Linked DNA regions of Lactuca sativa: region 1 is linked to region 2. Evidence: chromatin contacts called from public Hi-C data. All regions are on one chromosome and are shown on one strand. The core of a region is the stretch at or near the end of the contact, and the rest is flanking DNA. Distances in the headings are between cores, read along the strand shown.

Region 1 (6,925 bases), core at 2,435-4,934, 170 kb after region 2:
GTAGAGTGAAGGGCTAAAAGTGTAAGTGTGAGAGGGTAACTCGGCGAGTCCACGAGTGGACTCGGCGAGTAGGGTCGCAACTCTGGTCGCGTGTTAAGTGACCAACTCGGCGAGTAGCATGGGTGGACTCGGCGAGTTGGTGCTGAGTGGAGAAAACCCTAATTTCGGAGGTTGAGCCCTACATAAAGAACATAACACTTCTTCCCCAGCCTCTTTACCTTCCCTTTGAGTTCTAGAAACCCTAAATTCGTGTGAGCCTTCCTTGGTGAGAGATTAGAGCCTTGGAGGAGGTAATCTTGGAAGGAAATTGAAGAGCAAGAAGAGTGGAGCAAGGGGCTTTGCAGAGAATTGGTTCATTCATCGGTGGGAGCCTTCATTTGAGGTAATAATCTATTGTTTGAGCTTTTGTGCATCTAAATCTATCATTTGGGGGGGGGGGGGGGGCATAAATGAGGTCCATCTCAAGTTTGGTGTAAGATCTAAGGTTGCTACCTCAGATCTAGGTTGTTAATGATCCAGAAAGCCATAAAGTCTATGCTCAAGAGTTGTTGGTGAAGTTCTTTTGTCCCAAACCCTAGCCCTAGAGTGTAAAATGCCTAGCTCTCTTTGGATCCACGTAAAGTTTGCCATTTTACGTGATGGATGGCTTGTAGAAGAGTAGATCTATGGTTTAGAGCTTTTGCATGGATTGGAAAGCCTCTGTATGGTTTCAAATCTAGGGGTACTCGGCGAGTCACAAGGGTGTACTCGGCGAGTTCTTTGAAGATAGACTGAAACTCGACGAGTTGGAAGAACAACTCGGCGAGTTGGATGAAGATAGGCAGGAACTCGGCGAGTTGGAAGAACAACTCGGCGAGTTGGTTGCAGATAGCCTTGGACTCGGCGAGTCTAGTCGTGAGGTCCTAACCTTTCTTCTGGTTGAGCTGTGAATCGTTGAGTCAAGGTATGACTCGGTGAGTCGAGTGTGAAAGGACTCAGAGTTGTTGGACTCGGCGAGTCTCGGGGTGACTCGGCAAGTTGAGTCGCGGATTGGGGAAGTTTTGTGCATGGGGACTCGGCGAGTCATCGGGTTGACTCGGCGAGTAGAGTCAGTCAGGGGTTGACTTTGACTTTGACTTTGACCAAGGGTTGACCAGTTGATTTCCAGGGGCATTTTGGTAATTGTTGGCATTTGTTTTGAGTTCAGTGTTTTGGTGTTGGCCAGTGGTGGAGATCGTATCAGTGGTCGGAGCATCTTGGGTTTATCTGTTCAGTCGGCAGTTGCGAGGTGAGTTATCCTCACTATATCAACAGGGCCTACGACACCAAGGCCGACCCTTTATCGGATTGTGATCTGGGTATCGTTGTTATGTTATTGCTTTGTTATGTTGCATCCTGATAGTTAGGATGGTATATGTTAGAGACCTGGTTAAGGTCGGAATCCTGGTATATAGGATGATGTCATGTCATGCTAGTGACCGGTTAGGTCGGTATCCTGGTTAGGACGATATTATACTTTGTGATCTGCTAGATCGGTTTGATTGGATGCGAATTGTTATATGTTTGAATGTTTATGTGCACATGGTTGTTTGGACTGGGGTTGGATTGAGGCGGGACCTGCTTTGTGCTGTAGGACAACATACCCAGGGCGGACCGGTTATCCCGAAGGCCCAGCGAGCGGTCCGGATAGGCTGTAGGCCCCAAAGAGGGCGGACCAGATGTGCTGAGGCTCGGAGAGTGGACTAGGCCGACTAAAGGCCCAGTGCGGGCGGACCAGACATACTGTAGACTCAGGGAGTGGACCAGGTGGATTGAAGGCTCGGTGCGGGCGGACCAATCACACTGTAGACTCGATGTATGTGGTTAGTCTCGGAGGGTGGACTAGGTGGACTGAAGGCCGGTGCGGCGGACCAGTCACCCAGTAGACCCGAAGTGCATGGCTGTTCTGTGTTCTGTTATGTCATGACATGTTATGCATGTATGGTATATGTGGGTGGTATTTTGGGGATATCTCACTAAGCTTTTGGGCTTACAGTTGTGGTTTAATATTTTTCAGGTTCCTCAGGAGACCGTGGCAATGCAAAGGCGTGATCGTACCGCTCCTCATGTTTATGTTTTATGATGTGGTTCTGAGAAGACTCTGATAATAATTGTATTGAAAATCTTTTTGTAATAACTTCATGAAACTGGGTTGTTTTTGAAAAAGTTTAAATTAGTTGAAATTTTATGGTCGTTACACAACATAAGGGGTGTAACATCCCAAAAATCATAACAAAAAATTTTCGTTTTAAATTATTAAATAAAACTATAGTTATCAAAATCTTCTCATAAAAATATAAATCATAGTATCTCAAACATCATATCAAAACAAATGTCAATATATATATATATATATATATATATATATATATATATATATATATATATATATATATATAATATGAAAGAATTGCATTTATTATTATTCAAGAAGGTTTTCCATCCAAGAAATATCGTAACAAACTTGGTGTTAGAAGGCTTTAACAGCCATTGCAAAAACGTAGGGTCTGGTGAATGCTAGGGGCGGACCTAAGGGTGGTCCATGGTGGCACCGACAATCCCTAACTTTTATGGCCGCAGTGAAAAAAATTTCGAAAATTTTATTTCTTCTACTACCGTACGACCCATACTGCAAAATCTTGCGTCCGCCCTAGTAAATGCTCAACTAAATCTCAAACATGACATATATGGTATGGTTGGAATAATCACAACACATCTAGGAATTATCAAAACTTCAATTCACATAATCACATTCTTATCGACAACATCCCTTAACGTATAAATTTCTTGGAGCACATATTTGATTAAACTAGATTAATACATATCACTCCATGTAATGAATTTTATGGTTCAAGTCCCAAATACATGGGAAGGTCCATTCACGTGGGCCCAATCCATCCCTTGACCTAATTTTGATTCCATTAAATTCTAACATTTAGGCAATAACAATGGAAATTATCAAGGTCAGCCCAAATATATTTTTGGCCTATTACGAAAATAAAATAAGGGCCCATCAATTACAAAGAATTTATATGACCACTAAATTTAATTTAAATCTATAAAGAATTTACTATTATGAATCAGATACCTAAGTTTTTTACTGTCTGTACTACAAATTTATTATGGTTATGTGAAAAAAAAATTATATGTAAACTAATTTTGACAAATTTTAAGTAAATTTTGAAATACATATGCCAATGATAAATTTGAACACTTGTATTTTATTGTGTATTTATTTAAGTACATTCTTATATAAAACCTAAAAAAGATAATAAAAAAAGAACAAATTAGGAAAGAATTTGCAGAAAGTAGGTGTGTTCTTAAGTTCATATTATAAGAAACAAGGGCTTTAGTAAGTAAGTAATCATACATATTACTCATAAACGTATATATGTTTACAAATAAAAATGAGGTATATATAAATAGGAAAATAATAATGGTTTTAAAATTGGGCCCTAAATTTTATGGGCCTTGGACCATTGTCCACCTTGCCCCACCCATTGGGTTGGGCCTAGGAATCATCTAGAAACTAGAAAGTGTGACTCAGTATCATCTTCTCTCACATCAGTATGTTTATCAAACAAACCTCTAGCCACCTCCATAGTTTCTATACACCCATGGCTAATTCACAATACTCTTCGAGGGAAATCTTAGAAACAGTCAAACATGGAGGTCAAATTAGATTTCAAGTCTTTGGTAAAGAAGCTCAGTTTCGTTTCTGTCAATAAGCGCGGAGGTGGCGGAGGAGGTCACAGCGGTGGTGGAGGTCATTTTGGCGGAGGAGGAGGCCATTTTGGCGGAGGAGGAGGTCATGCTGGCGGAGAAGGAGGTCATATAGGCGGAGGAGGAGGTCGCGGCGGCAGAGGAGGTGGTCACGCTCACGCAGGTGGAGGCACTGATTTTATTCCGGTGTATGTAGGTACTCATCATCATCACCATACTCATGTTCACAACAATGGTAGCAACGACGGCGTCCTCCTCAAGCATTCTGTTCTCCGATTAGCTTCCAGTGTGTCAGGTTTTGTGGTTCATTTGTGTTTCCTTTAGGATTCTGATCATATATAGATGCATATGATTACGTATTGTAGATAACTGTATATGATTGTAGACAACCGTATATGATAATCAGTTTGTGAATAAGAATCTACAATCTTGATCGATCGAGACATAATTCTGGATTTATATCTTGAATCTGTTTATGTGATTTTCAACCAATGATTGAGTAGACTACTTTTATTTATCGCCATTATCATGTCAATGATCCATTTGGAATAGTGATCACTATGGTATTATATATTATAGCAAATCTAAAATCTTATGTTTAAGCAATAATGAACTTGATCCATGCAAAAATTTATGTATGAGATTGTTGTAGGATCTTAATGTTAATTGCATTAAGAGGAACTTCCCGATGTAAATGGAAATATTTTGGTGATGAGTTTGATTCGTAGAAATTATTAGATCTGTGTTAGTAGTTGTGGACTTGTGGTATGATAGTTAGTTATATGGATGATTATGTTAGTTGTTATGGTGTATTTATTATTATTATTTGTGTGTGTGTGAGAGAATTCGGATATATAGAAAATCGACCTAAAAATTAAGTTTTTATTATCAGGATTATAGATTTTTTGGTTGAATAATTCATACATTCTATATAAATTAATTGATTTTTTTAGTTTGTTTTAATTAATACAAGTAATGTCTTATTTAATCAATGATATTTTATTTTGTTTCCTAATTAGTAGTTACAGTTAAACTTTAAATCTTTGTTACTTTATCAAGAACCTAATTTCTTTTAATAAATAATATTTTCATTTTAATGTTTGATTAAAAATATTAATTCTTAATTATTTATATTTTTTGTAGTTTTATAATTATATACATAAGAAATTATCATTTTTAATGTTTCCGGAAAAACAAATCTGAAAAAAAAATTAAATATTTAGCTTCGGCGTTTAACATTTTATTTTAAATTTTTGACGTTTGTGTAAGAAAATGACAAATTCGGATGATGAAGTTTTATAATAGATGTTATGGAATATATATTAAGATAAATTAATTAATTATAAAAAAAACTTTCCAAAAGGATCGGTGATAATGATAAAAGAATGCTTACGTTAATTTTACCCTAATAAATAAAAATGATTTTGCCATATGTCTTCTTTCATTCAATTTGATGATCATAGAAGACACGATTATCGCAGATCAAGCTGTTCATCACAATTCTCTTTCCATTATTATTCATCGTAATTTTTGGTTTCGATCTTGTTATTGTTGGGTATCTTTCTTTTCGATCTCATTAGTATTTGATTCTCGTTGATGTTATTGTTTGTTCCTTTTTTTTGTTCTCGTTCTTCGTTGTAATTCGTTTTGTTCGGGTATTAGATTATATATTTTACTTGGGGTAGTATATTTTGTTGTAATTCGTGGTGTTGTTTAGTGTTTTCGAAGTTGATATTTATGCTAAATTATTGAGATGTTGTTGATGGATTTTTTGGTGGAGGAAGTTATATACGTCGTTCTAAACTTGGTCTCTTTTCTGACCTATTTACCCTTGATGAGGAGCTTTGATGATGGACTTTTATAAAGTAGTTAGATATGACATTCTTATATCTTTGCACAAATTTAACCAATTTACCCTTGAGATTGGTACACCTGTTCAATAATGTTATGGTCAAATTTTTGTGAAAGATACAACTTATAGATTGAAACGTAACTAGAAGTCTCTTCCAATCGGAGATCAAATCTGGACAATTTTACCCCTGATGTCATGGTCGCCTGAATTTACATTGTTGCCCGATCTCTCCCAAGAGACCGATTTGGATGATTTCCCCCTAATGTTGTTGCCCATTGTGCTTATATTTTATCTTAAATCTTATGAATCTTTATATTAGTTTTTTGAAATAATAGTTTATGTGTGTTGTTCATATGTTATTGTGATATTTGGATTGTTCATGTTTATGATACTTAAGGTAGTTTCTAATTTTTTTTTTTTTGTTTTCTTTTTACCTAAGAATTAACTATGTTATCTTTTATGTCGATCCATCACATGATTGTTGTATCTTTGTTTTCTTGATAATTGCATTACTACTGGATAGGAAGATCTACACTCGATATGAAGATTGCAAAAAGATAATTATGCAACGTCTCTGGATTAATGGGAAACAAATAATATTAATATTATCAGTTTATCACTGTGACCAATAATTCGATAGTTTAGTTACTTGGCACCTAATTAACGAAGTTATAAAAATATATTGTGCAAAAACATATAAAAATAAATTTGACAAAAACATAAAAACAAAGTAAAACAAAACAAGAAAAAACAAAATAAAAATTAAATTATAAAATGAAATGTGAAAAAAAAAACTTGTAAAGAATAAAGTTATAAATAAACTGTGAAAACATGTAAAACGAAATAAAAATAAAGTCGTGAAAATGAATTGAAAAATAATATAAAAAAGAATGCATATTACAAAAATTCGTCCTCATTAAAAAGGTTTAGCGACCTTAAGTAGCTAAAAAATTTAATCAATGAACTTAAATAATTAAAATATTATATGAAAACTGTTGTTATCTTTTATAGTGATCATTTTGGTAAATTAAGTGATTTTTAAAATTTAAAACAAAATAAATGACAAAATGAAAATAAAACTAGACGTTAAATAACTAAATATGACATCAACCATTTAGCTAAGAGAAAATGAAGAGAATAGTCATTTTTATTAAGTTTTTATCATAAAATAACCACAAAATGACAAATACTAAAAATAATCATTTGCAGTTGGGCCATTGCCAAAATGTATATTTTTGAAGTTTGTTATATTTTTTTTTCATACTTTGAACCTTTATGATTCTTTCATAAGAATTTTATCTGAGCTGATCTTTTTATCATTGTGTTCTTTGT
Region 2 (6,670 bases), core at 3,230-5,729:
TGTTGCATCACCAACTCCGATCCAAACTTATCTCAATGGTGAATTCATGCTTTTTGATTATGTTCTCTGCATCTGAACTAGAGGTTTGTAGGTCATCTTTGTTTCCTCACTTTTTTAATCCCTTTGGGCTTAGAACACTGAAGAAAGGAAGAAATCTATATAGTGAACTGAAGCTGAGATGGGAGATTCAGATCCTAGAAACTCTTTGAGATGCAGACACTGTGCAGGTCCTCTCACCAAGGAGATGGTAACTTCCATAACAAAACTATGAATTTTGTTCATCTTCTGTGTGTTATATTGTTCTTATCAATGGCAGGAAACCAGTGCTTGGACTGTTGGACCTCTTATCAGAGATAGCTTTTCCATGGTACTCCTTTTATTATTATTATTATTAAAAATCACTTTTTTTTTTTGGAAAAAGATTCTATAAACTTTCTTTATTTGATCTTTCTTGATCACAAACCAGATTGGTTCTGCTGTTGGTGGTGTGTCAAGTGCATTCTATGGATTCAATCTAGGTATAAACATCAATGTTATTCAATTCTTTACTCTAATTTCCATTTATTTTTTTACATAAATCATTTACTTTTTTCTTTTCTTGTAGTGATGCCAATTGTTCAAAGGCGAGTGAAAGGACCTATGTGGTTGCATTTCTTGATTGGTGTAAGCTTCTTACTAAATGGGAACTAAATAATTTTCATTTATTTATTTAAATCTAAAAGACTATATTTCTTTCATTAATATTTACCTTATTGATTCTGATGCAGGCCCCACCAGTGATAGTATTCTCATCAGCTTGTGCTGGATTAGCAGGTGAGTATTACTGTCTGTCTGGATACAGTGTTGTATAGATAAAAGTTTTTTAAGTAAATATTTAAAAAAGAAATCATTGTTTTAGTTTTAGTTTTAATTGAATGAAATATTTGTAGGTGGTGCTATTCCAGCGCTTACTCAACTTGCAGCTTCATCATATCACGCAGCAGTCTCGTCAGCGCCACCTCCTCAAGATGATGACATCAGCAAATCAAGAACTTCCTCCACATTATAACAAAATGGTGAATCACTGAGTTGACTCGATCTTCGATCTGGATTTATACAGCTTGAACCACATGTACATGTTTTGAATTTTGGGATTTGATTTTGAAACTCAACACATATATATAGTAGATGGGTGTTTGATAAAATTATGATCATGACTGTATATTATTAGCAATAGGGTTAAATCATCATAGCTCATTTAAAAATTAAAATGTTAGTGAGAAATGGTGAAATATGATATAATTAGTTAACTATATATATGTCATAAATCGTTAAGAAATCACATGTGTTTGGTTTACACTAATGTTAAAGAAGACAAATCACCTCATGGGCCTGAATTTTCAAGGCCAAAAAAGAATATCATCCTATACTTCGAGAGTAAGAATTGTTAATCTGCCAAACTTGGGGGCTAGTATGTGAAACTTTTTTTAAGAATGTCGATTGGTAATCAATTGTGTTTAAAAGAAAGATCGAAACCCTAACAAATGAATTTATACCATCTATGATTGTGAATTGAAGATGCATGTAGGCTCCAAATGTAAGCCCATATATATCTGTGATTTTGATGGAATAAGGTTTTTTTTTTTGAAAATAAATAATTATACAATTATACTAAATTCGTATGTTTCTTTAATAAACGAGGCTGGATTTGAAAATTGGATACACAGGTGTTAGGATAAAAAAGATTAACGAACCTTGAGGGTAAAATTGACATTTCTCTTAAGTAAAGGGTAGTCGATGAAAAGTTTTTTTAGGGCAGCATAGATCAGGTACCAGGGTGTATAAAATGAGAACAAAACCCTAAAGCTAGGGTTTAACACTACTTGATCTTATCCGAGCGGTACCGGGATGGAACTACGGCGGCGATGGTGATACTCGTATCGGAGAAACATGGCGGATATTGTCACCCATCCACGACATCTTCTGGTGTTTAAAGGTTGCAGGAGGCTCCGTCATGTTCTTCTCAGTTCGCCTAGTCGCTATTCTCTTCCTTAGTTCCTCCGGTCATCCGCGATGAAGACTGCCCGCTTCCGGAGCCATAAATTCGATTATAATCGGGGCGATGATGGCCGCGCGGGCTAACCAAAACAAATTATTTTTCTTTGTTAAGTTGATTTATGCATTCGTTTTTAGTCTCTACAAATTAAAGCCCCTGATTTTTTTCGAAATCGATCGATTTTTTTCGGCAATTTAGGATTTTACTTGTAGTTGATATTCAAATTAAATCCCCTTGCTTCTAAAAGTAAACTATGATTTTCTACATCAAAATGCTGTTTTTCTCAGTGAAGTAGTCATATATATGTTATTTATATTTATATTCTTAATTGTGTTTGCTTTGATCCAGAGACGATTCTTGCTTGATTGTTAGATTGTGGAATAAAGCCTGAAATTCAAAATCTGATCGGAGTAATGCGGCTGTTGGTGGTTGAAGCTGGCCCTCCCTCTAGATCTCCGGTGTTGCTGTATGTTGTCTCTCTTTGATGCAATCTGATGCAACATAAATTCATAATCTTTTGTAGATGATTAGATTCGCATGTCTTTTATACTGAAGTAATATACATATTTCTCAGTTAAGTATTGTAATATATGGGTTTTTAAGTCCCATCTGGAAAACTTCTCCTTTAATCATTTTATCACAATAAACAATCTTTTTAAAGCATTATTGAACTTATAGGAGACAATTTGAAAAAAAACCCTCAAATGATATGCTCAAAAGTTAAAACCAATAATGGATCAGTCTTTAGCACCACACTCATTCCAATATTGAGCATGATTACAACACACACAACTACTAGTTCACTAAGAAATACACATACTAAATACCAACCCTTGTTGGTTTTCAAATCATACTACTAACAATCTTTAAGAATTTGTAGTATACTTTAGGCATCCAATCTGGGCTTTTTAAAAAGAGCCCATGAAATTGGATCATTATCACTATAAAAAACTATCAACCAATTAGTAACATAAACAACCAAAGAGTAGAATCTTGAGTTAGGAATTAGGATGCTAAAACTGTCTTCCTGTGTAGGTTTGCCCAAATGACCAGTTCACAGGTGCAACATTGTTAGAAATTACGGTTTTGCCATCACTCGTTGTAACTTTAAACGATAGAGTTTGACCATTAAGGTAACTATTACTCTGCCAATTTTGACCCCAATTACGACTCATCTTTTGCCATGTGGCCCCACCTTTCGACCCCCTTACAGACACCGAGATGACATCACCCGCTCCACCCACATTGGTCACAAGCACCAAGTTAAAATACGAGTGACCATTAATCGTGAACCTAATCCCACCTCTCTTTCTACAAGCAACTCTGCAAAAATTTACAAAAAAACGTTAGGAGTTGTTTGAAAACCTCTGAATCGATCAACATTCAATGTGTATGACAAAATCTCCATTAGAATCATTTTCACTGAATGTTTCAGTTTTATCAAACAACCCCTTAGTCTGTATTGGAGGGGAGGCTAGATGCAGACAGTCTTACCTTCTATATTGAACTGGTATTATCCCGGCTTTTTCTCGAGCAATGTGGTTGAAGATAGGTTGAGCGAGGTCAAAGTGATGCAAGGGTGGATTACACCAACCACCATTGTTGTTAGGAAGCGCGTTGTTTGGTGGGCAAAAGTTTGTAGCCGTGACAATGATTGATCCCGGGTGGCACCATTTTTGGTCGTTAAAACACTTGATCTCGAAACACGCGCCGCATGTGAGACCGTTGTTGAAGAGACTTGTACTTAGTGCAGCTGTGGTTGTACCGTATCCTTGACTATATAGATTTCCGTACCCACAAGCTCCCCCTGTGAAAAATTACCAAAATCAAATTGCGAAAAACATGTCAACCCAGCTGAGCCAAACAGTGTTGGGTTCAACTGGGTTGGACTGTGTAGAACTGTTGATGTTCTTACCCATTGTGCCGGATGCGTCGTGACCACCATAGAAGGTGGCGTGGGCGTTAGACCATGCATTAACACTTGTGATGGTGGATAGAACAAGTAAGCATAGATCGAGAAGCCTCATTTTTTTTTTATTCCAAAGTGATAGATTTTTATGAAAACGAGGAATGGTATTTCTATTGTACTCTTTGTGAACTTGGACTTAGATTCATGGAAGAGAAGTGAGTTGAAGATGTGGAAGTGATGAATGGTGCTATATTTATAAACAAGGCATGGAAAGATGGAACTGCTTTTTTTTCTTTTGGTTTTATATTGCTCTTGTTTTATTTATATTATATAGTTAATAATTGAAGGGGTAAATAGGAGGAATACTTTTGTTATAACCAAAACCCATCTTTTTCTCTGTAATAAATCTCTTTGTTTTCCTTTCTTAAAATCTCAAAAACAAAAAAACGTTAAAGAGAAGTTGAGAACGCGGCGTACTGTGAAACTGGGACTCATTTTTAATGGTTTTTGCGTTGTAATTGCATTATCCTTGATGTCTTTTCTTCTGTAGGCATCAACAGAGTTTTCTAAAAATAAAATTGAAAGGAATCCTTCTTAAAGTAATGACTGTATGACGATAAAATGAGTGATGTATCCCTAGGCATTGTGTCTTGTTGAAGTTAAAGAAAGATGGAAAAGCAAAAATCCCTTGTATAAATCTATACGAAAAGTGTTTTGATGATATGTAACTTTTTGAATGGAAAAAACCGGTGTGCAAAAGATTTTTGTGAAAAGTGAAAAGCATGGGGGACAAATATGATGCGATTTGTAGGAGTCTAATCTCACTTTACAGCATATGAAGATGAAATAAATAGAATACTTTACAGCTTGAACTCAACTTCTGTTTTCTCTCTCTTTTACGTTGGATAAAAAATTCTTATCCAAATATGATGTGATTCGTAGGGTTCAAAGGTCACTAATACACATACACATAACAAAGTTTTATCCCATATAATTTCCTAATTTCATAAGATCAAACTTGGTTTGTGATCGATTACTAGTTGTAAGAAATCAGCAACACAAGTAAATACATGTAAAAAGTCACTAAAATATTTATTAATTTTAACTTGTGTCACTAAAATATTTATACACGTAAAGTGAATGATGGGTGTGGAAGCTTAGTTGGACATGGTCTTTCATGGTTTCTTCCATGAGATATTTGTTAGATAATGGTACTTTGGGGAGTCACGTTGTATAGGCTTGATGGAATAATTTTGTTCCAATAAAGTTGAACATCTTGGGTTGGCATTTGGGTTTGGATGAAGTGCCTACGATGTAGAATCTTGTTGACAAATGGATTTATGTGGACTTCATGTTTTGTCCCCTTTGTATTAGGAGTATGAACACATCATTTATGTGTTGAACCATATTGGTAAATGGTGGGATCTCAACAAGCCTTTTAATTCCATTTCAGATTGGATTCTTTGGGCGAACAACTTTAATTTAAATGTTGTACAAAAAATGTTTTGATGTGATAATTATTTTACTTTTTGGGTCATTTGGAGTTTTAGGAACAACCTTTTTATGGATCGACTAAGTTGAGAAAATCAGACATTTAACATGTTGATTGGTTTTACAACCTTAGTTTAGCTACTTCGAGTATGTGATCCAATAACACAAAATTTGAGGCCATTATACGAGTATGTAATAAAAAATATGATACATATAAAGGTTATGAGACCATAATACGAGTATGTAATCCAATAACACAAAATTTGAGACCGGAGAACACTGAAATATGAAAATTGAGAACAATGGGAGTAATATAATATTAGAGTTATTTATTATTATTTTTTTGTAGTTCGATCAAAATCTCTTCCCGATTTATACATATCCAAGATGTATAAAATGGTAAAATATTTGCCAAAAATCTAGTCTAATGACTAGATAGTTGTTTTATTTAGAAATTGAGTAGATGAAAGAAAAAAAATTATGAAACCAGACTTTTTTTAGAACAACTTGCACATATAATCACGAAACCAAACTTTTTAAGTGATTCTAAATAATCAGAGTCTCATGTCAATATCCCATAACTAGATACGACTTTTTTAACCAATATTTTTTTAATTGGTTTTGGGCTAGGGCTAGGGCTAGGCAAAATATACCGTCCTGACCCCACTCTAGAGTTGAGGTACACAAACAAAATCGGTTTTTTCAAGAATCTAAAATTAGATTCATTATGTTTTTCTATTTTCAGTTTAGATAATATGATCTGATTTGAATGAGATACCTTGAAAAATCTAAACGCCAAAATTTTTTCCGTAAAAATTCTATAACTTCCATCCAACATTTGAATCCTATCCACCAAATTATCCGAAATCCGATAATTTCCAGCAAAAAATCCGAATTGGATTATCAGAAATCTTATATGAGAAGATCCGTTTTATCTATAAAAGATCCAAAATAGAATATGGATATCCGGCCCACGTGTATACCTGTAGTGACAAAAACCTTCGTTGATATTTGGTCCACTTCACATACTTGGCCCAATAATACTTTTCTCTTTAACACAAGCTTCAAAGTTAAAACATTAGTATTATCTTCTTTTTTTTATTGTTCTCTTTCTAACAGAAGACTTTGTCCATATTTTCTCTAAAAAGTAAAAACTATTTTCTACGCTTAATGTATGTAATCGTCCTTTCATTACGGACCTAATACATTAATTAATACCTACTCTAATTAAATTG

What was found. Hi-C and Micro-C count contacts between places; a contact is called where the count stands out from the background.
Region 1: a Hi-C map of seed shows a contact between it and region 2, with 7 times the contacts expected there. The contact joins the promoter of LOC111918488 here to the promoter of LOC111918502 in region 2. A contact is called at or near these places in 3 of 4 Hi-C or Micro-C datasets (leaf and seed).

The regions. Positions count from the first base shown.
Region 1 is chr1:75,318,706-75,325,630 of Lsat_Salinas_v11, forward strand. LOC111918488 (dormancy-associated protein 2-like) reads left to right here and starts at 3,685. Exons shown (of 2, transcript XM_023914147.1): 1 at 3,685-4,036; 2 at 4,127-4,140. The coding sequence starts at 3,685. The coding sequence ends at 4,140.
Region 2 is chr1:75,146,127-75,152,796 of Lsat_Salinas_v11, forward strand. It overlaps LOC111918502 (expansin-A15), which reads right to left and starts at 4,480. Exons shown (of 3, transcript XM_023914162.3): 1 at 3,951-4,480; 2 at 3,530-3,842; 3 at 2,384-3,358. The coding sequence starts at 4,062. The coding sequence ends at 3,049. It overlaps LOC111918503, which reads left to right. Exons shown (of 7, transcript XM_023914163.2): 2 at 134-247; 3 at 317-367; 4 at 467-518; 5 at 605-663; 6 at 768-813; 7 at 930-1,184. The coding sequence starts at 179. The coding sequence ends at 1,048.